Regions from separate parts of the Mus musculus genome. Here region 2 is linked to region 1. A link is a contact called in public HiChIP or PLAC-seq data. All regions are on one chromosome and are shown on one strand. The core of a region is the stretch at or near the end of the contact, and the rest is flanking DNA. Distances in the headings are between cores, read along the strand shown.

Region 1 (5,008 bases), core at 1,739-4,238:
CAGTGCTGTCGGGTGGAGGCAGAAAGTCAGGGCCATCCTCAGTTACAAGTGAGTTCAAAGCCAGCCGGGGCTACATGACACTGTGCCTCCAAGTCCTGGTCTTTGCTTCATACAAGGTCACACAAGGTTGTCCCAGGCCTAACAAATCCCACCTCCTGATATAAAGCCCCTCCTGGTGAGACCCTGCCCTTCACCTTGGAGATTAAAAGGGTGCACAAGAAAAAGGGACACAAAGTAGCAGAAGGGGTGGGGTGGGGTGAGGTGGGGGATGGGGCTCTGCTTTCTGAGGATTACCCCAAGGGTTCAGTTTTGTTTAAACAGGGTCACCTGGCTGCTTTGTGTAGGAGGCTGGCCTTGAACTCACTATGTAGCCGAAGATGACCTTGAACATGAGATCCTTTTTCCTCCAAGTGGCCTTGCTCTCAGTGTGGCCCACCGTGCCCAGCTTTCCCACACACATTTATTAAGCAGATTTCCACACAAGGTGGGGGTGTGGGGGATGGGGGTGGGGGTGTGGAGGAGTTCTCAGTGACAGGAGGGCATGGTCCTGAGCACAAACACTCTGCATGTCTTCCCGTAGACACAGCCCAGTGAACCAGGACAGTATGGTGGTTGCCCAGGCCCTCCCAGCAGGGTAGATCTCTCTGAGGAGGGAAGCCTGCAGCTGACAGGAAGAGCAGCAATCCCAGAAACCATTGTGAGGAATCTGAATTTTAGTCAACAGTATATTAGTTTATTGGGAGGCCCCTGGTGGGCAAGGAGGAAACTGAAAGCAGATTAAGGTTGGTTGGGTTACAAAACATCTGTTTGGCCCTGACTCTAGAGACAAGCAACCTTGGCTCAGAACATAGGTGACTGCAGGGATTGCTTGTGAGTTTCCAAAATGGCTGCCTGAAAGATTCTCCCTTCTGTGTGTATCCTGGATGTCTTTGGTTTCTCTGGGACCAGACCATCAGTGACCCCTTCCTGGGCCTGGAGGCCATCTTCCTCTCTGCCTGACTACAGGCTGCTTCTGGGCTCTCCTCAGTAGACTCCTTCCTTCTTCAGGTCATCGATGCCTCCTGTGTCCCTTGTAAGGATGATGATGGGAACAAGACTGTAGGGATGGAGGAACACCAGCCCTGATGGGGACACCATTGCCCCAGGTGGAGCTAGGCCTCCTTGGGTCCCCCACTCCCACCCCCTCATTGACCTCAGGGGCTCTATCATACAGAGCAAGCAGCCAGTCTCCATGAAGGACCCCTCCCAGCCTTCCCCATTCCCCCACATCCTCAGATGGCCTCTACAAAACCTTACTACCAAACCCAGCCCAACCTGGGATGAGTCAACAATTGCCCTGACGGCTTTTTACAGCTTCCTAGGGTCTAACCTCAATCTCACTTGCTGCAGATGCCCGATGTCTTCCAGATGAATCTAAAAGCAGAGACGGCTAAGTAGTCTGTACTTACAAAAGTGACACTTGTCTCTGGGTCCCCTGATGTAGCCAGCTCCCTTCCTCAACCCTCTCCTCGGCCCAAATCCCTCATCAACCCAGCCATATCTGAGTTCAGGAAACACACCAGCCTAAGGCTGAAAAGGACTCGGGACTTAACCCACTCAGTCCCTTTCTAGTTACCATTTTAAGATAAATTATCAGTTGCCTGTACCTGTCCGAGAAGTAAAGAATATCTTAAGGGGGAAAAATAATCTTTCATAACTCCACCTTCAAGAGCCAAAGATTTAGTCAAGAACCTCTTTTTATACATCAAAAACTGAGCCCAGAGAAAGTAACTTGGGTAAGTAACTCGCCCAAGGTCACACAGCAAGTGAGACAACAGAACTAAAAGCTAAGTGCTCAGCTACCTTCTGTGGGAGCCACCATGGACACCGATGGGTCCACACTAGTCTCTGGACATGTGACTTCTCTGTCCTCTACCCCCGCAGTCACCACCAGCATCCTCCACTCATACCATCTCATCCCAACCCAGATTCATTTGGACTACCTACCTACCGTGACCATCAAAGTCAAGAACACAGTTAGGCACTATGCTGACACAACAGCAAGTGGGACACTCACTTCCCTTTTAAGGAGCTTGTGAAATCACCCTTATTCCCAGCCCCCACCTCCCCGAGAAAGCCTGGGTGCAGAAACTAAACCATATATATTTTTAAAAACGGCCTTTCTTGATAACGTGAGGGATTCAAAGTAGATCCCTGAAAGGACCTCAAGAGGAAGAAATGGCTTGAGAAACTGGTCTAGAGGAAAGAGGAGTGTGCAGAATGGAAGCTCCTCCTCCACCCTCACCCCCTTACCTCCATGCTCAGCCTGTGCAACTGAGAACCGAGCAGAACCTAGCAGGGGGGAGAAGGGAACCCTTGACCCTGGGAGATCGGGGAGCAGCTGGCTGCTTTTTCCTGGGGTCCCTGCCTCTCCACCAGTACGCAATAGGTAGGGGAAGCAAGTTAGACGGCCAGGCTGGTGCCAGGATGTCTCCCATCCTCCGGCGACTCCCACGCAGTCACAAGCCCAACTGGGACCCCACCTAGAGCAGCTGAGAGAGGCAGCAGGGAAGAGCATGGAAAAGAAAAGCAAACGCCTCTCTGAAATGATCGCCGGTCCCTGTGACTATTCTGGAGACCCCGGCCTGGGTCCCTCCACGTCCTTCCGACAGCAGTAGGAGGTGCGCACCCTCTGTGCGCACACAGAGAAAGTAGGGTCCTTGTCCCCTATCCCTGGCGTCCTGAGGACAGGACCCAGGTCCCGCTGGCGGGTCTGCACCTGCCCTGGCCGCGCGTCCTACCTGCGGGTGTTGCGGGACTGAGCGCGCGCGCGGCCCCGCGGAGTAGCAGCAACTGCAGCAACCAGAGCTGAGCTCGCATGGTGGGCGCGGACGACCTCCGGGTCTGCGCGGCGGCGGCGGCGGCTGCAGAGGGAGCAGCCCCGGGCTGGGCGAGCGGGGAGCGGGAGCGGAGCGGGCAGGGCGAGCGAAGCACGGCGCTGCGGCCTTGGGGAGCGCGGGCGGGAGAACCCAGAGGGCGGGGCGCAACGCTGGGGTCCCCGCCTCCCGGAGCTCCGCGCCGCACCCCACGGGACCCGGGACCGCGCCGGGACATCTCTGGTTACCGAGAGAACCCCGCTGCCCCAGAAACCTAAGTAAAAGGCCGAGGTGAAGGGCCCCAGGAAGCGCCCCTACTTGGGCCGTTGGCTCCCACCACCCATCCCAAGAGCATGCGACTTTCTGAGCTAGTCCTTGTACTTCTGTGGCTTCCTGGTGTTCTACATAAGTGCACACACAGACACGCACCAGGAATCTCCCGCAGTCGAACCGCGCCCCCCCCCCCCGCCCCCCAGCTTCTACCCCAGAAGAGGCACGAATTGCGTCTCCCCAGTTGACTGCTTCACAGCCCATCTCCAGCACCGACCCCACCCCATTCCATCCCACACCCACACCCCCCTCCCGTCCAGCAGACATGTAGGTGCTCGAGACTGGCACATTCCCACTTTGAAACAGCTCGGTGCCCCTTCCACAGAAAGGCCAGATCAGTCCAAGATAGACCCAGAGCCAGAAGTGGCGCCCACTGCCACCACACTTTACCGGACTCTGGGAATAGGGCACTTCCCCCCCACCCCACCCCCTTCAAGTATGGAATAAAAATACCCGCAATTTAGGAGATTTAATAGACGGCATGGAATCAGGTCAAGGCACGAAGGTGCCTGTGACCTACTTCATGGGAAGGAGAAGAACTGGGGCCTAGAGAGTGGAGAGGACTGAGGGGCCCCTGGCTTCCTCTGTGTAGGGGACCTGGAGAGTGCGGAAAGAAAGGGTGCAGAGACTGCTTCCTGGGACTTATCCCCAGAAGAAGGCTGCAGCTGGGGACAGAAGTAGAGTGTGGGCTTAAGTAGGTGAGTGGCCTGGCACTGAGGTCAAAAGAAGGACCAAGAAAGGAAATGAATCCCAGTGTCACTCTCCTCTGGGTCCAAAAACCTAGAGGTGGTCTCCCCAAGACCTCAATATAATATTATGTAATACTATGAGCCAAGGCAAGCCCCGCAACCAAAGGGACTTTTGTTAGTTTTCCAGGTAAGGACTAACGCCGTCGACCAGGTTGGTTTCGAACTCACGATCACTCTTCAGTTTATTGAAGGGATTACAGAGGTGAGCCCACCAAACCTAGCCAGCCATTGACTTTCTAATTCCTTGCCTGAATTCTCCCAGGACAGCCTCTGGGGTATCGAAGAAACCGTCCCTTCCAGATGTGGCCTCCTACCGCCACCCAGTGGACCCGTGATGAGCCACGGGGCTGCCGTTTAGCTGATCTCTTGAAGAGTTAAGAGACTGCCCGCGCAGGCGCCGCGAAGGGCCTCTATAGTGTTCCAAGATGGACCTCCAGCCTCAATTCTGGTGTCGTCGTGCGCGGTCAGTCTCGGTGCCCGTTCTCCATAAAGTCTTGTATTGGGGCTCAGGCAAAAGCAACAACTTGGAAATATTAGAAGCAAATGGCGTGGACAAGTTTCTAACCGTAAGCCTCTAGAACTTGAGCATGCACGGGAAGTACTTCTCAGAACGCATATTTCTAGCCCCACCCAGGGATAGTTCACTGGGTCAGAGAGGAGGCCAAGAATCTTCATGTCTAGCACGAGCCCAAGTCCCGTGGTGCTAGTCACATTCGGAGAGCCACTGCCCTGAAAATTCCCAGTTCCTTACCACCGTCCCCGCTCCCTGACTGTTTGGGAGTTGGCGATGGAAATATTGCCATAAAAATATGCGGGACGTAATAAGGTCTTCCAAAGAAAAGAGTGAGCCTGCTAGGGGGCACCCGGATTTGAACCGGGGACCTCTTGATCTGCAGTCAAATGCTCTACCACTGAGCTATACCCCCTCTGCCGGTAGCTTTGCGTCAGTTACTACTTGGTGCTAGTCTAGCGCAGGCGCACTAAAGCGTCTTTAAAAGGGAAGACTGATTCGAAGTTATCAAGAAACACGAGGACCTGACCTACCAGATTACTAGCTTCAAAACAAAAGCTGTT
Region 2 (5,008 bases), core at 1,579-4,078, 160 kb before region 1:
ATCTGTGATGACTCTGTAACAGAAAACTGAGGCCTGGTGGGACCCTTCTGGATTCCTGCAGTCTCCATTCTTTACAGATGTCTTTTTTTTCTGAAGGATTTTTTAGTAGTTTGGGGGCCTTCTAGGAGGGTAGATGATAGGCTACCCTCTGGGTGGTTCCAAGGGAGGTGAAGCATATGTCAGTCCGGGTCCACATCCCAGTCTCTGGCTTCTAATGTGAACCAAGTGCATTGAGACCCCTGGATCTTTTTGGTCTCACTCTGTGGCTGTGTCCTAATTTAGCAGCCCGTTGAATGCCGGATTACAGGCCTGAGCTCCCAAACCCATCTCCATCAAAGGAGGAAAGATCCAGCCAAGTGATGATCCTGACCCTTGAGGGCCTGACTGGAGAGAGAGCTCGGGAGCTCTGAGTCCTCGGTGCTGTGACCAATGCCTCAGGCTCCGCATTCTGGAAACTCCCAACATCCTGGCCCCCGTGTCCCGGACTGACCTGGTTCAGGACAGTGCAGCCGTTGTAGAGGAAAACCAGACAGCTGGTGAGGCCTGAAACAGATGGTTGCTGAGGTGGTGGACAGTGACCTGCTACAGCCAAGAAACGGTTCCCAGCCTCGGCTCTCCAAATCCCCAGAGTAGGATGAACGATGAGCTGAGCCTTTCCTTAGACCTGACTTCTGTTCGTGTTGGAGAAGCCCTTTCTGTAGTGTGTTTTTCATAGAGTTCTCAGGAGAGCGGGGCAGCAGTGCACGGAGGGGCTCTCCTCCGAGCTCGGACCTCTCTTCTGAGGTTCTTTGCTGCAGAACTGCTTCTCAGAGGCCGGCTTGGCGGGCTCCGGAGAGCTATTCTGGCTCGTCAGAGGCTCACTGATGGACTCACGGCTCCCTTGGGCAGCGGCTTTGTCCTTTGACCCACACAGCCTTAGCTCAGCTATTTGCTTTGAAATTCCCCCACACTCTTGGTGGGTCAGGCCATCTCCTGGCTGGGATGCAGGCTGCTAACACTCAGATTTGGCAAGGGCTTTTTTTTTATAGTTGTAGACAGGAAGAGTGTAGGGCTAGGAGCCCAGCATCCCTATGTCTCCGGACATGTGCTGCTAAGCCATGTGACCTTAGGCAGTAGAAATGACATTTTTAAAAAAAAGTGACTCCCCCACCCCCCAACTATTTATTTATTTATTTATTTATTTATTTATTTATTTATGGTTTTTTGAGACAGGGTTTTTCTGTGTAGCCCTGGCTATCCTGGAACTCACTCTGTAGATCAGGCTGGCCTTGAACTCAGAAATCCGCCTGCCTCTGCCTCCCAAGTGCTGGGATTAAAGGAGTGCGCCACCATTGCCCAGCTTATTTATTTTCTTATGTGTTTATTTTATGTATGTGAGTACACTGTAGCTGTTCTCAGACACATCAAAAGAGGGCATCAGATCTCATTACAGGTGGTTGTGAGTCACAGTGTGGTTGCTGGGAATTGAACTCAGGACCTCTGGAAGAGCAGTCAGTGCTCTTAACCAAGTTGACCCATCTCTCCAGCCCAGAAATGACCTTTTTACTCAAAACTTTATTTTGGCTCCCTCAGAGACTCTAAGAGGGCTTCAGACCTTCTAGAGCTGGAGTTACAGATGACTGTGAGTTGCCTCATGGCGCTAGGGATTGGACCTGCGTTACGTGTCACAGAGAGGTGGGCAGTCTGGTGTCTGTTTTGAATGTCCAGTTTGTTCATATGCCCCACTTTAAGAAGAAGGAAAGAAACGTGAACGAAACTAACAATCTAGCTCCAAGCCAATGCCGCAGCTATCTAGAGACAGTTCACTCCCAGACAGTGAGTGGGTAGAGTTGGCACGAGCAGATTGTAAGTCCTATGCAAACCCAGTTGGTGCACAGCAAGCCATCACGTCCATGTTCACTACCACTGCTCGCACCACCATGCCCAGCTAATGCTCTCTTTGGGTGTATTTGGATGTCAGGATTTTGAGCCGAAGTGACTCCATCTTTGTTTCCTTTCTTTTGTGTTCTACGTAATTATTGCAGGTCCTCTGGAAGAGCAGCTAGTATTTGTAACCATTGAGCCATCTTTCCCCTCATAAGATACTGCTTCTTTATAGGCATTCAACGTGTGGCCTCCCTTTAGAGCCCTCTGGATATGACTTAATGGGGCTATTATTGCTCTGACACCTTCTGTCTTAGGCTTCTGCATTGTGTGTACGTGTGGGTGTATGGGGGGCTTGTTTCTGACCAGGGGCCTCAGGCCGGGCAAGCTCATCTTCATGTCCACCTGAACCCAAGCTCTCCTTTTCCTCTTGGCCTCCAGGTGCGCTACAAGGAGGAATTTGAGAAGAATAAGGGCAAAGGTTTCAGCGTGGTGGCAGACACGCCTGAGCTGCAGAGAATCAAGAAGACCCAGGACCAGATCAGCAATGTGAGACCCTGCCCTGATGCCCAGGCTACCCTCTGCCCTCCCTTCTCATCCTCTCCCTGACAACCTCAGCAAAGGCCCACGCCGCAGTGGTCAGATCAGAGGCAAGGGGGAGGGAGTTGAGGTACCCGGGAGCCTTTTCTTTGTTCTCCCTCTTTGGTGGGCACTCTGCCCAAATGGCATTTCCTCCTTAAAGAGACTGCTCTTTTAGAGGCAGACAGATAGACACACAAACACATACAGAGTGTCTAAGTCACCTTCCATTCTCTGGAGCAGACCCCGTTCCCTGGTCATGGTGGGGATGGGGTCGGAGTGCAGATTAGATGCTTGTTTTTAGCACCAGGGTCAAAGCTGGGGTTGGGGGTTGAGCCTCCTGTCTGCCTCTGGGTGCTAACACAGCAGTCATTTCCGCCCTCCCTCGACTGCCTCCCACCTCAGTTTGTTCTTCCTTCCTGTGTGAAAACCCAGCTGGCTTTGCCCACAGGCCCTACACCCCCTCCAGGCCCTTTCAGGCCCAGTCAGGGACTGGTCATTGGTGTCTGGTTGTGAGACATAGGCGTGGAGAGTGGGTGGCGGAGTGACTGTCTCTATATGGTTCTGTAGAGCAGCTGGGGTTAGGGATCATCGCTCAGTTCCACCCTTACATAGCCGCAGACCAGCAGCTTGTATGGCTCCGGGTTTGCAGGGGCCGGGTTGGGAGTATGTGGGTAGGTGCTGCTGGGCGTGACGTCACAGAACATGGGCACAAGCCTGAATGCCGAGTTATAGAACATGCCCCGTCATTGGCAACAGACTCCTTATAAATGAAGGATGAAGCAGGCCGATACGATACCCTCGTGTCTATCACAGGAAAGGGTCTACCAGTTTGCCTGTGTCATTCTGGGCTGAGGGACTAAGGATGGGGAAGACAGGATCCAGATTCAGGTGGCTCGCCTTGCACACACCCTCCAGGATCATCTCTCCCCATTCTGTCGCTGGACAAGTCTCATAGCTCACTGGTCTGCGCCGCCCCCCCCCCCCCCAAACACCCGGCACAGAAGCACCCTCTTGCAGGGTGGTTAACGCTCTGATTCTGCCCTCTGTCTTGTTTAGTGGCACACACCTGTAACTCCCAACATTTGGGAGGCTGAGGCAGGAGAGTCATGGATTCAAAGCCACTTGAGGCTGAGGCACGATCAAGAGGTTGAAGCCGTCCTGGGCTTTATAATAAAACACACGCATGCGCACACACACCCTCTTTCCCATGCACACGAAACAAAGAAAACTTCTTAAAGGAGGGAGGGCTGAAGTTTAGTGATAGAGCGTGCACAGGGCCCAGAGTCCCCTCCCTCGCACTACAAAGAGGAAGCATAAGTGACTGCTTTTTGGGGGGGTGGGGGTGGAGGGGGGACTTGGAAAGTTCATTCAGTATTTTCTCTTGTTTCATTAAAAATGCTGGGGGCAGTCCAACCAAGTGGGCTTTGCAACCCAGTTGTTGGGCTGAAGTTTAAAATGAACAGCCTGTTGAATGACTTCTCCTGAGCTGGAGGGCCTGCCTCAGAAGGCTGCAAACCCTTCTTGGCCCCCCAGGAAAGCCTGCTGCAGTTTGCCCTCTTCCAGTCTGGGCCTGGCTCACACCCTGGCGTTTCCTTTCTGCCTCAGATCACACAAAGGGTAAAAGGGTGTGCCCGGAGCGCCTCAGATCGAAAGAGGGGAAGTGGTGTGGTCTTGGGTGATTGGGAAACTGGGATGGCTCACAAAGGTGGAATCATGTGGCTTTGTGTCTTGAGACGCTTCCGGTCAACCTTTGGGACATTTCATTCATTGATTTACCGGGTTAGTTTGGAAGAGAGAAGTAGCCCTAGCCATCTCTGCCTTACTTTCTTGGAAGGTTTCCCGAGTGTCCTAACACCCAGTCTCTTTCACCTACCTTCCTGCACCCTGTTACTCGACGTTGGGCACATTAAATGCCTGAGGAGTTCTGGTAACAAAAGCCTACAGTAGCCACCGTATCTACACTACCGATAGCATCTTATCAGCCTCTTCGGAGAGGCAATTAGCTGATTGCCTTGGTTCGAGGCTGGGGGAGGTGCTTTGGATCTGCCTGAGCTGGCAGGTGTAAAAGCCGGAAGTCTTTCTCCTGGTTTTAGGGAGTGTGACCAGGGTCTGTCTCTGTCAAGAGTCCCGCACAGTCAGCTGGGCTGCAGAGCTCCAAGGAAGAGGGCTTAGCATCCACAAGGACCCATGGGTTCAGTTTTCTCCATACACAAAGGATCCCCTTCTGTCATCTGGGCACTGAATGAAAACTCAGGCCTCTGTCTCCCAGCATTCCAGATTGGCACCCCTGGACCGGAGCCTAACATTCAGCATCATCAGCTTGCCTCGGGGCTTACTGTGGTACCGACTGAAACTTATCGCTTAAACTCATACGGTCTTACCAACCCCTAAGTCCGAGGACACTGGGCATGACTATGTCCCAGAACCCTGAGGGAACTTTAAACCACAGGCAGAACTGTGGCTTAGTTGGGCCAACCTCCAGCATCCCTCTCTGAGAAAGGTGCCGTTCAGAGCCACACTGTATTTTTGGTTCCAAAATAGCATCCTTGTTCGTGGCTCATCT

The links. HiChIP or PLAC-seq counts read pairs in DNA pulled down with a chosen protein or histone mark.
Region 2: an H3K4me3 HiChIP or PLAC-seq map of bone marrow-derived macrophages shows a contact between it and region 1, with 4 times the contacts expected there. The contact joins the enhancer-like site here to the promoter of Plxdc1 in region 1. A contact is called at or near these places in 1 of 15 datasets of contacts at CTCF or cohesin (CD8 T cells), 2 of 484 Hi-C or Micro-C datasets (memory CD8 T cells and natural killer cells), 25 of 115 datasets of contacts at active chromatin or transcription factors (the 230-238 cell line, CD8 T cells, the HPC-7 cell line and 15 more) and 3 of 9 other capture datasets (adipose tissue, liver and pancreatic islet).

The regions. Positions count from the first base shown.
Region 1 is chr11:97,983,458-97,988,465 of GRCm38.p6, forward strand. It overlaps Plxdc1 (plexin domain containing 1), which reads right to left and starts at 2,989. Exons shown (of 14, transcript NM_028199.3): 1 at 2,781-2,989. The coding sequence starts at 2,859. n-TCgca55 (a tRNA gene) reads right to left here and starts at 4,860; the gene lies at 4,789-4,860.
Region 2 is chr11:97,822,538-97,827,545 of GRCm38.p6, forward strand. It overlaps Lasp1 (LIM and SH3 protein 1), which reads left to right. Exons shown (of 7, transcript NM_010688.5): 4 at 2,305-2,412. Among named protein-coding and RNA genes, the nearest start is that of B230217C12Rik, 16 kb to the right of the region's middle. Within about 2 kb of position 2,829, at least 119 of the 459 cell types and tissues checked have an H3K27ac peak or open chromatin away from gene starts, as enhancers often do. A contact at or near this core is called in CD8 T cells, the SCID.adh cell line, adipose tissue and 6 more, where this site is marked.